2 separate regions of the Sus scrofa genome follow, and region 1 is linked to region 2. The links are chromatin contacts, called in public Hi-C maps. All regions are on one chromosome and are shown on one strand. The core of a region is the stretch at or near the end of the contact, and the rest is flanking DNA. Distances in the headings are between cores, read along the strand shown.

Region 1 (4,587 bases), core at 1,533-4,032, about 14 Mb before region 2:
CATGAGGATGTGGGTTCGATCCCTGGCCTTGTTCAGTGGGTTATGGATCCCACATTGCTGTGGCTGTGGTGTAGGCTGGCAGCTGCAGCTCTGATTTGACCCCTAGCCTGGGAACTACCATATGCCCTGGGTGTGGCCCTAAAAAGACCAAAAAAAAAAAAAGTTGTGGATCTCTATATAATACATATGCATATTATACATATAATGTGTATTTATCTATGTGTTTTACATACATAGAAAGCAAATGTGACAAAATGTTAAAATATGTATGTATACATACAGTAAGTGTGTATATATACACACTTTATATATACATATACATGTGTATATATATGTATATGTATATACTTTATATACATATATATATATATGCACTTTTCTTTCCTGAACCTTTTTTTTGTTTTTTGGGGTTTTTTTTAGGGCCAAACTTGTGGCATATGGAAGTTCCCAGACTAGGGGTTGAATCAGAGCTGCAGCTGCTGGCCTACAACATAGCCTCCAAGCCTTGTGTTTGACCTACACCACAGCTTACCATAATGCTTGATCCTTAACCCATTGAGCGAGGCCAGGGATTGAACCTGAATCCTCATGGATAGTAGTTGGGTTTGTAACCCACTGAGCCACAATAGGGATTCCCTCCTGAAACATCTTAAAGCAAGTCACATATATTATTATTCTTCACTCGTAAATACTTTAGCTGCTGAGAATAAGGACATTCTCATTTATAACCACAATAGGATTATCATGGTCAAGAAATTGACTTCAATTCAGTATAATTTTATAGTTGTTACTCATTTTCTCCTAATGAATTTTTTCCCAGTGAGCTAGATTATTTTTTGACCAGTGATTTAATCAAGGATCACACATTGTGTTTAGCCACTGTGTTTTTGTGGTCTCCATTAATCTGAAACAGTTTCCTCCTGTGCAGGGCAGGGGAATTTTTTTGCATTTTTAGGGCCACATGTGTGGCATATGGAAGTTCCTAGGCTAGGGGTCAAATTGGAGGTGCAGCTGTAGGCCTACTCCACAGCTCATGGAAACACAGGATACTTAACCCACTGAGTGAGGCCAGGGATCAAACCCATGTCCTCATGGATCCTAGTCAGGTTTGTTACCACTGAGCCGCAATGGAAACTCCCATGTTGACATTTTTTTAAGTCTAGCAGCAGTTGTTTTGTTGAATGTCTTCTTTTAATCCATCACATTCAACTTCTGCCTCCACTGCTCCAGTGAAATTGCTTGATAACTGTCATTGTTGCATTAATTCTACAATTCTACAGATTGCAAACTAGGAGTTCCCATTGTGGCTCAGTGGTTAACGAATCTGACCAGGAACCATGAGGTTGCAGGTTCGATCCCTGGCCTTGCTCAGTGGGTTAAGGATCCGGTGTTGCTGTGAGCTATGGTGTAGGTTGCAGACGCGGCTCGGATCCCACATCGCTGTGGCTCTGGCATAGGCGGGTGGCTACAGCTCTGATTAGACCCCTAGCCTGGGAACTCCATATGCCGTGGGTGCGGCCCTAGAGAAGGCAAAAAAGACAAAAAAATAAAAAAGGTTGCAAACCATAACATTATTTTATGTACCACTAAGAATGAGGTGGGAGGGGCTCACCTCAAATTAACAATGAAGTACCATTGGTTATATGATACATTGTGTTCAAATGTGAAAAAAAATATGTCTCTGAATGAATGGAATTTGGTAATTGCCAAAGCCAGTGTCCTGTTTGCCATCCACTCCCTTCTTCTCAAGTCTCTTTTCTCTGGGCTTTCTTGACACCATCCCTCTTGGCTCTCCTAGCTCAGCCTGTGCTTCCACATCTGGTTTTCGTTTTTGTTTTTTGTGTTTTTTTTGTTTGTTTTTCTAGGGCTGCACCCCCAGCATGTGGAGCTTCCCAGGCTAGGGGTCCAATCGGAGGTGTAGCTGCTGGTCTACACCACAGCCACAAACAACGTGGGATCTGAGCCACGTCTGTGACCTACACCACAGCTCATGACAACGCCGGATCCTTAACCCACTGAGCAAGGCCAGGGATTGAACCTGCGTCCTCATGATACTAGTCAGATTCGTTTCCCTTGAGCCACTTCGGGAACTCCCCATATCTGTTTTATTTCTCCTCTTCCTGTGGTCTCTATTTATACGCTGGTTCTCCCCTTGTGCCCCACTTTGGCTATGCTCTCTACCACTTCCGCTTCCTTCCCACCCCTACTCTCCCACCCTCCCTGACTGCACCAAGGTTGGGCACCTGGCTGTAAAACATGAGCGAAGTGAATCACACCTTCTCTCTGGGGGACGTCAGGCGGCCATGGAAAATTCAGGGAGATGCCCTGCAGGCATTCGGGAGTCAGGAGTCAGGGACCAGGGCTCCCTATAGAGCTATTGGTCGGGGTTGTAGGTTTAGAGGTACTCCAACGCAAGCTCATGGTTGGGGCCGAGAGCTCGTCAGGGTAGTGCAAAGAAAGGAGCACCGAGTTAGGAAGCTTGCGAACAGCCTCCTTTGATTTAGGGGTAGAAGGAAGAAAAAGAACTGTCACAGGTGGAGGAGGAGAGCAAGAGCCTGGAAGAAAGGGAGTCTGGGGGGAGCTGCACGCAGCAGCTGTCCGGGAGAATGAGGAAGGGAAGAGGGACCACGATCTGCTGGACAGGGGGCCCTCTTGGTCTCAGGCTCCTTGATAAACAGGAGTTGAGAGTAAACGTAGAAAGGAGGAACAGAGGCCTCCGCGGAGCGCACACCGTAACCGTAACCACGTGCTGTCACAATCCGAGTCTGCGCCCCGCCGCGCTGCGCACCTCCTCTTCGCCCCCTGGTGGTGGGAGGATGCAGCCTGCGTCCCTGAGCTGCGACAGCCGCGGCGATGCCACCTGCTTTGAAGCCTGCAGTGGCCAGAGGCTCCTGGAGGCAGGCTCCACATGCAGGCAAAGCCTCCGCTGCTGGGTTTGGGGGCTGTGTTGTGTTTTGTCTTGCGGATCAGGGCCAACTAAGGATTGATTTTTCTCCATACCTGACATTTCTTATCACACAAAAAAATCTGAGTTGGCTGCTGCTCTTTAAAAATACAGTTAAGGAAGTTCCTGGTGGTCTGGTGGTTAGGACTCAGCGCTTTCACTGCTGCAGCTAGGGTTCAATCCCTGGTCTGGGAACTGATCCTGCGTCAGGCTGCTGCACGTCTCTGCCAAAAAAAAAAGAGAGAGAGAGAGAGAAAAAGAAAAAAAAAATGCAGTTAGGATCACCTTACTCTTTTCCTCCGAACATTCCTCTGGTTTTGGGTTAAGGCCAAACTTCCCACTGTGGCCCAAAGCCAGGCCCCTGCCTGCCTCCCGGCCTCCTGGCATCCCAGCACTTCTCCATTCTGTTCTCAGCATCCCTGCTGCTCAAGTTCCCTTCTGCCTCAGGGATTTTGCTCCTGCTGTTCCCTCTGCCTGGAACACTGTTCTCCCTTTCAGCCGGCTAACTCCTCATCAGCCTTTAGGTGCAAGCTTTATGTCTCCCAGGAGAAGTCTCTCTGCCCTGGGGCCAAATTAGGTCTTTTGTTGTACAGTCTTCAGGGCCCTGTGCTTCTCCATGCTTTGACGATTGAACAGCTAATTGTACAGTTCGTTGTTTAATGGTTGTCTTCCTTGCTAGAAAGTAGCTCTCTGATAGCAGGGCTTGGTGGCTTATTGACCGCTTTCTTGTTCCCAGCTATACCGACAGCACCTTGGCACATAAACATTTGTTGAAGGATTTTTGTAACAAGCTAATTATGCTACAGTAGCAAATAAATTCCTGATCACAGTGGCTTAAAACAAGGTTTCTTATTAAGGCTGCAGTTCATGAAGGGCTGTCCCAAAGGTTTTTCTTTCTCCTTCAGGCTCTGTATCCATTGAGGGTAGCCTGGGGGTCTGCCCATGTCATCCTCATTCAGGGACCCAGACTTATGCAGCAGCCACCAAGTAAAATGTCACAGGTTGCTGGGCAGCAGGAAGGAAAGAAGGAAGTGGAAATTGCACACGGACCCTTAAAGTTTTCCCTGGAAATGATACAAGTCACTTCTCTCACTTTATTGGCCAAAGAAAGTCACATGGCCACACCTACCTTTGAGGGAGTGGGGAAACACAATGCCCAATGCACCCCAGAGGAAGACCAGAAATATTTGCTGGACAGCACTAGTAACTATTGTATTAGTATGTTACTTTGGTAATAAGTCAAAAGGACCCACAAACAGTTAAAAAGGAGACAAGGCTGAGAAACAAGTGGTATAGGAGTTTCCAGCTAAAGAAGAAATGTATCCTCAAATGCTGCATCCGTGCGCTCAGGTTTTGTTTACTGAGCCACCTGTAGAGGTATCCAAAGCCGTGAGGATACCTGAGTAAGCAAAATTCAGTTCAAAACTCTTCCTGTCTCTGATCTCATTTTCTTCTGCACCTCCAGCTTCTAGGGAAATGATTAAAATAAGATGACTTCTTAAATAATTTATTTTGATTAATGTTTAAATTTATCAAAGTGAAATTCATAATCCACAAATTACATTTGCATTGAGACTGTGTGCTTCTTGCTTTCCTATGTAAAAAGGAAAGTGAGGTTTTTTCCATTGCAAAAAATCCTCCAA
Region 2 (4,219 bases), core at 978-3,477:
TGGCAAACTGGTAGGCCCCTGTCATAAGCCACCCTCAGTAGCAAATTCTCCCCATTTCTTCCCTTGGCCCCAGCCAAGAAGATGAAAAGTGGTTTACACCGAGGGTCGTAATTCCTATCAGCCTGAAAGTGTTTCTCATGCATGTACTGTCTTGAAAGAAAAGCTTTTGTGGGGGGAGGAAACAAAAGACGTGACGATCAATGGCTGGTGACTGGGCCATCAGTCCCATTTCTAGTAGCGCCATGGTAATTGTGCATTGCCATGGCAACCACTCCAGCTAAGCGAAGTCCATCAGAGGCAGACATGCTGTATGCACTTTTCTTTTTTTTTTTTTTTTTTTTGTCTTTTTAGGGCCACATCCGCGGCATATGGAGGTTCCCAGGCTAGGGGTCGAATCAAGAGTTGCAGCTGCTGGCCACAGCCACAGCCACTCGGGATCTGAGCCGCATCTGTGACCTGCACCACAGCTCATGGCAGTGCCAGATCCTTAACCCACTGGGCGAGGTCCGGGATCGAACCCTCGTCCTTATGGATACTAGTCAGGTTCGTTAACTGCTGAGTCATGACAGGAACTCCTGTATGGACTTTTCAACCCCAGCCCCAGATGTTGAAACCACAGGTTTTGGTGTCAGGATCCCAAGTAGAAGGCCACAGCGCCCCCTTCAGGAATGGGAGGGCACGGGGCGCACTCGCGCGCCTGCTCAAAAACCTAAACGCAGCCTGGATTGCATCACTGCATCCCTCGCTTCCGCCCGTCCTGTCTTCTCTCCCTACTTCCCCACGTCCACACCACTTGTTTTTGCCAAATCCGATTACTCATAATTCTCAAAATGCACTGGGGAGAACAGCATGTAGGCAAGAAACGGGAATGAAACAGCATGGAATGTTCTGGAAACTGCAGCAGGTTTGGTTTGGACCGTAGAGACCTCAGGGTGCAGGCTGCGGAGGAAGGACTTTGAGGGCCTGTTGGCACTGCCCACGCAGCTCTCTTTCCCACCGGGCGAGGTCTGGGGCAAGTTCCTTAACCATCGAAGCCTGCTTTCCTCCTCTGTGGGGCGAGGCCGTAGCACTGCCTTGCACATCTGTGCTGGGAACTATGTGAGGTGAGTGTGTGCAGGTGTCTGGCACAGAAGCAGACAGCAGGTGCTGCGAACACAGTGGAGCTAAGAAATGGCGAGTTGGGTTTTGTCTGATGACTGGTGACCCCCGAGACGAGTTGCTGCCGCTCTCAATCCCATTTTACAGGTGACAAAACTAAGGCACGCATAGGAGGCCGAGCTGGTTTTAAACCCAAGCTCTTAACCACTGTAGTGGTTGTTCTTCCTCCAGCAGAACCGAGCCGGAAAGGAATGGCCTGCAAGATGAAGGCAACATCAGGGACCGCGGGAAAAGAATGGTACCCAGAGAAAAACTGGACCTGGCTTTGCCTCCATTGCAGTGGCTAAGATGCTGAGAAAAGAACTTAAGGGCTCAGCATACTCATCGATAGGACTTCTGTGGCAAGAGTAGCCCCCTCAGCCCGTTCCAAAGCCCAGGCACCCCTCCCTGTGCCAGGGGCTTTGCGAAAAGGCCCATCTATAGCCTCCTGCAGGCTGCAGCGCCTGATAGAGGGCTCCCAACACTGCCCAGTCCTCTGGCGGAGAGAGGCAGGCCGGTCCTGGCGTTGGGACTCAGGGCTGCCCACTCATCCACATCCGACAGAGCAGTGTGTCCAGAAACCCGAGCACAGAGGTCGGGGACCTGGGCTGCAGTGTGAGAATCCTTAGCAGCTACATGGACTGTGGGGGACCAGCTCAGTCAGGGCCCTCCGCCCGGATTTCAGCCAGAGGGAATTTAATACAGAGCATCAAACCCCAGGGTCCCCACAGAGCTGCATGGCTGGAATCCAATGGCAGGAGAGATGGTTTGAGGAGGTGCTACCAGAAGCCCCCACAACAGGGCCATCTGAATCTCGCTCGGCCATCAAAGGAGGGCTGTTCAGTGAGAGTGGAGCCCAGGAGGCCACGGAGCCTCTTCCAAGGACACCCCAGGAGGCAGAGAACCAGAGGGAGAAACATTCTGGCCTCCCCTTGCCTCTAGCCTCTACTCCACCTCCAGCCCAGAGTCCAGGCAGCCTGGGAGAGGTCTCACAGGCCCCACAGGGAGGGCAAGGATGGAGGGAAGCAGTGGTGGCTGAGGGGCACGCCCTTAATCCTACCGGAATAGTTCTGGGTTATCTGGAATAATCTAATTGGAAAGACACTGTCTTGCTGTCCCCATAAACTGTTGACATTTCCTGGACGTTTGAAAAGCTGTCCTTCTTAGGTACCAACATCAGATTTGTCTACTTGCTCAGTGGGACCTGACCCCAAAGTCCAGCTCTAGAGACTTTATCTGAACAAAATCCAGCATTCTTCCCCAAATAAAAAAAAAAAATCCATAGTGAAACAACAAACAAATGTTATTTCCTTAACATGACAAAAAAAAAAAAAATACCTAACAAAATCGTTGGAACAAGAAGTATTCTTACTGAGTTCTGAATGGACCAAGAATTATACATATTGAAAAGGAGACAAGAATTTGATAAAATAATCACCCACCTAGAAAACAAAATTGACAGAAAATGCTTAAAACTAGTAAGATAATTCCCTAAAGTGACTGGAAGATAAATATTCAAAACTTAGGAGTTCTCGTTGTGACTCAGTGGTAATGAACCCAGCTAGGACGCCGGTTCGATCCCTGGCCTTGCTCAGTGGGTTAAGGATCCAGCGTTGCCATGCGCTGGGGTGTAGGTTGGTGGCTACAGCTCCAATTAGACCCCTAACCTGGGAACCTCCATATGCTGCGGGTGTGGCCCTAAAAAGATTTAAAAAAAAAAAAGTAATTCTCTTCTCATATAATCACAATAACAAGCTGAAAAACTAAAGGAAAGAAAGATGTAATTAGGAAAAAATGGACGCACAGCTCGTACATAAAGGAAAGGACAGAGAGTTCCACGGGGGTGCAGCAGGTTAAGGATCTGGCATTGTTACTGCTTCGGCTGCGGTCACTGCTGTGGCACAGGTCCAATCTCTGGCCTGCGGAACTTCCACATGCCGTGGGTGTGGCCGCAAAAGAAAAAAAAAAAAGAAAGAACAAAACCTCAGTGTGAGACTCGAAGAAGTGAGTGAAGGGCAGTCATATATGCGGAAACGAAATAAAGCCATCGTCACCTCCCAGAGGGCTGTGAACGGAATCTCATCCATCACCCTCCCAGAATTTTCAAAAATTGACATGAGTCCTTTTAAAATTCCTCCAGGGAATAATAAATATAGGTTTGGGGGCCCAAACTGTGTCATGTGTCTTTAGCAGATGGTGCATGATTTACACCGTGTGACAGTGAGAGCAACGTGGTAATGGGACCACTGGAGCAGGCAGGTCAGTGAAACTCCAGGCGGTTATTTACATAATTTATGCAGCAAGGTGGTCGGGAAGGTTCCACTGGCTGCAGTCATCAAAGCACCTCCACAGGCTAAAGCTGCTTCTCCAGTTCCTTCCAAGATGAATGATGGGTCTGGGAAGGAAGGCGAGGACAGGAAACATCTGGGTCCCAGGCAGGTGAAAGGGACATCCCGGCAGGAACTCATGCTGTGCTCTTCCTTTAAAATTAAACGGCGGCAGGACCGCTGAAAAGGCATCATCAGCTCTGCACCCTGCCTCTCAGAAGGGTCTGCATTTTGACAAGCCTGCAGCTGCACTGTGGAGAACCGTTGGGGAGTAGGGTCTGCCCCTGAGCCCCAGGCCACCCTCATTGCTTTGCTGGTGTTTTTTGAAGCCTGTCTCTCAGGCATATTCCCAGGCCAGATACTACAGATACTAAGTGGTATTAGGAGACTGAGAAAAAAGCATTTTCAGAAAGAATTTTAAATACACACTTCCCGTAAATTGCCTGTAATATTTCAGATCTGCTCCAGGGAAAGCTGTCATGAAAGCTTTGAGTAATGAGCCACCATCACTTAGATAACTGTTGAGTGCTCTGTTAATACGAGATCGCTGGTCTCCATATTTAGCCCTTTAAAAACTGGCACCAGATCCTTCTCTCTTGGAGCAATCATTGAATATCCAACCTTGGGAATTGGATCCGTTATAAAAGTAGAGCATCCTAACCTTGAAAAGCCCCCAGAGATGTGCAGAATGGAGGCAAATACCTAAGAATCAGTTTTTAAAGCAATTTTAAATAGTTGCTCTCGAGAAAAAGTTG

What was found. Hi-C and Micro-C count contacts between places; a contact is called where the count stands out from the background.
Region 1: a Hi-C map of retroperitoneal adipose tissue shows a contact between it and region 2, with 7 times the contacts expected there. The contact joins two enhancer-like sites. A contact is called at or near these places in 5 of 47 Hi-C or Micro-C datasets (liver, mesenteric adipose tissue, omental adipose tissue and 2 more).

The regions. Positions count from the first base shown.
Region 1 is chr18:19,178,581-19,183,167 of Sscrofa11.1, reverse strand. No RefSeq gene overlaps it. Among named protein-coding and RNA genes, the nearest start is that of SMKR1, 19 kb to the left of the region's middle. Within about 2 kb of position 2,782, at least 18 of the 83 cell types and tissues checked have an H3K27ac peak or open chromatin away from gene starts, as enhancers often do. A contact at or near this core is called in retroperitoneal adipose tissue, where this site is marked.
Region 2 is chr18:5,452,674-5,456,892 of Sscrofa11.1, reverse strand. The region is part of intron 1 of GALNTL5 (inactive polypeptide N-acetylgalactosaminyltransferase-like protein 5); the gene reads left to right. Among named protein-coding and RNA genes, the nearest start is that of GALNTL5, 20 kb to the left of the region's middle. Within about 2 kb of position 2,227, at least 7 of the 83 cell types and tissues checked have an H3K27ac peak or open chromatin away from gene starts, as enhancers often do. A contact at or near this core is called in retroperitoneal adipose tissue, where this site is marked.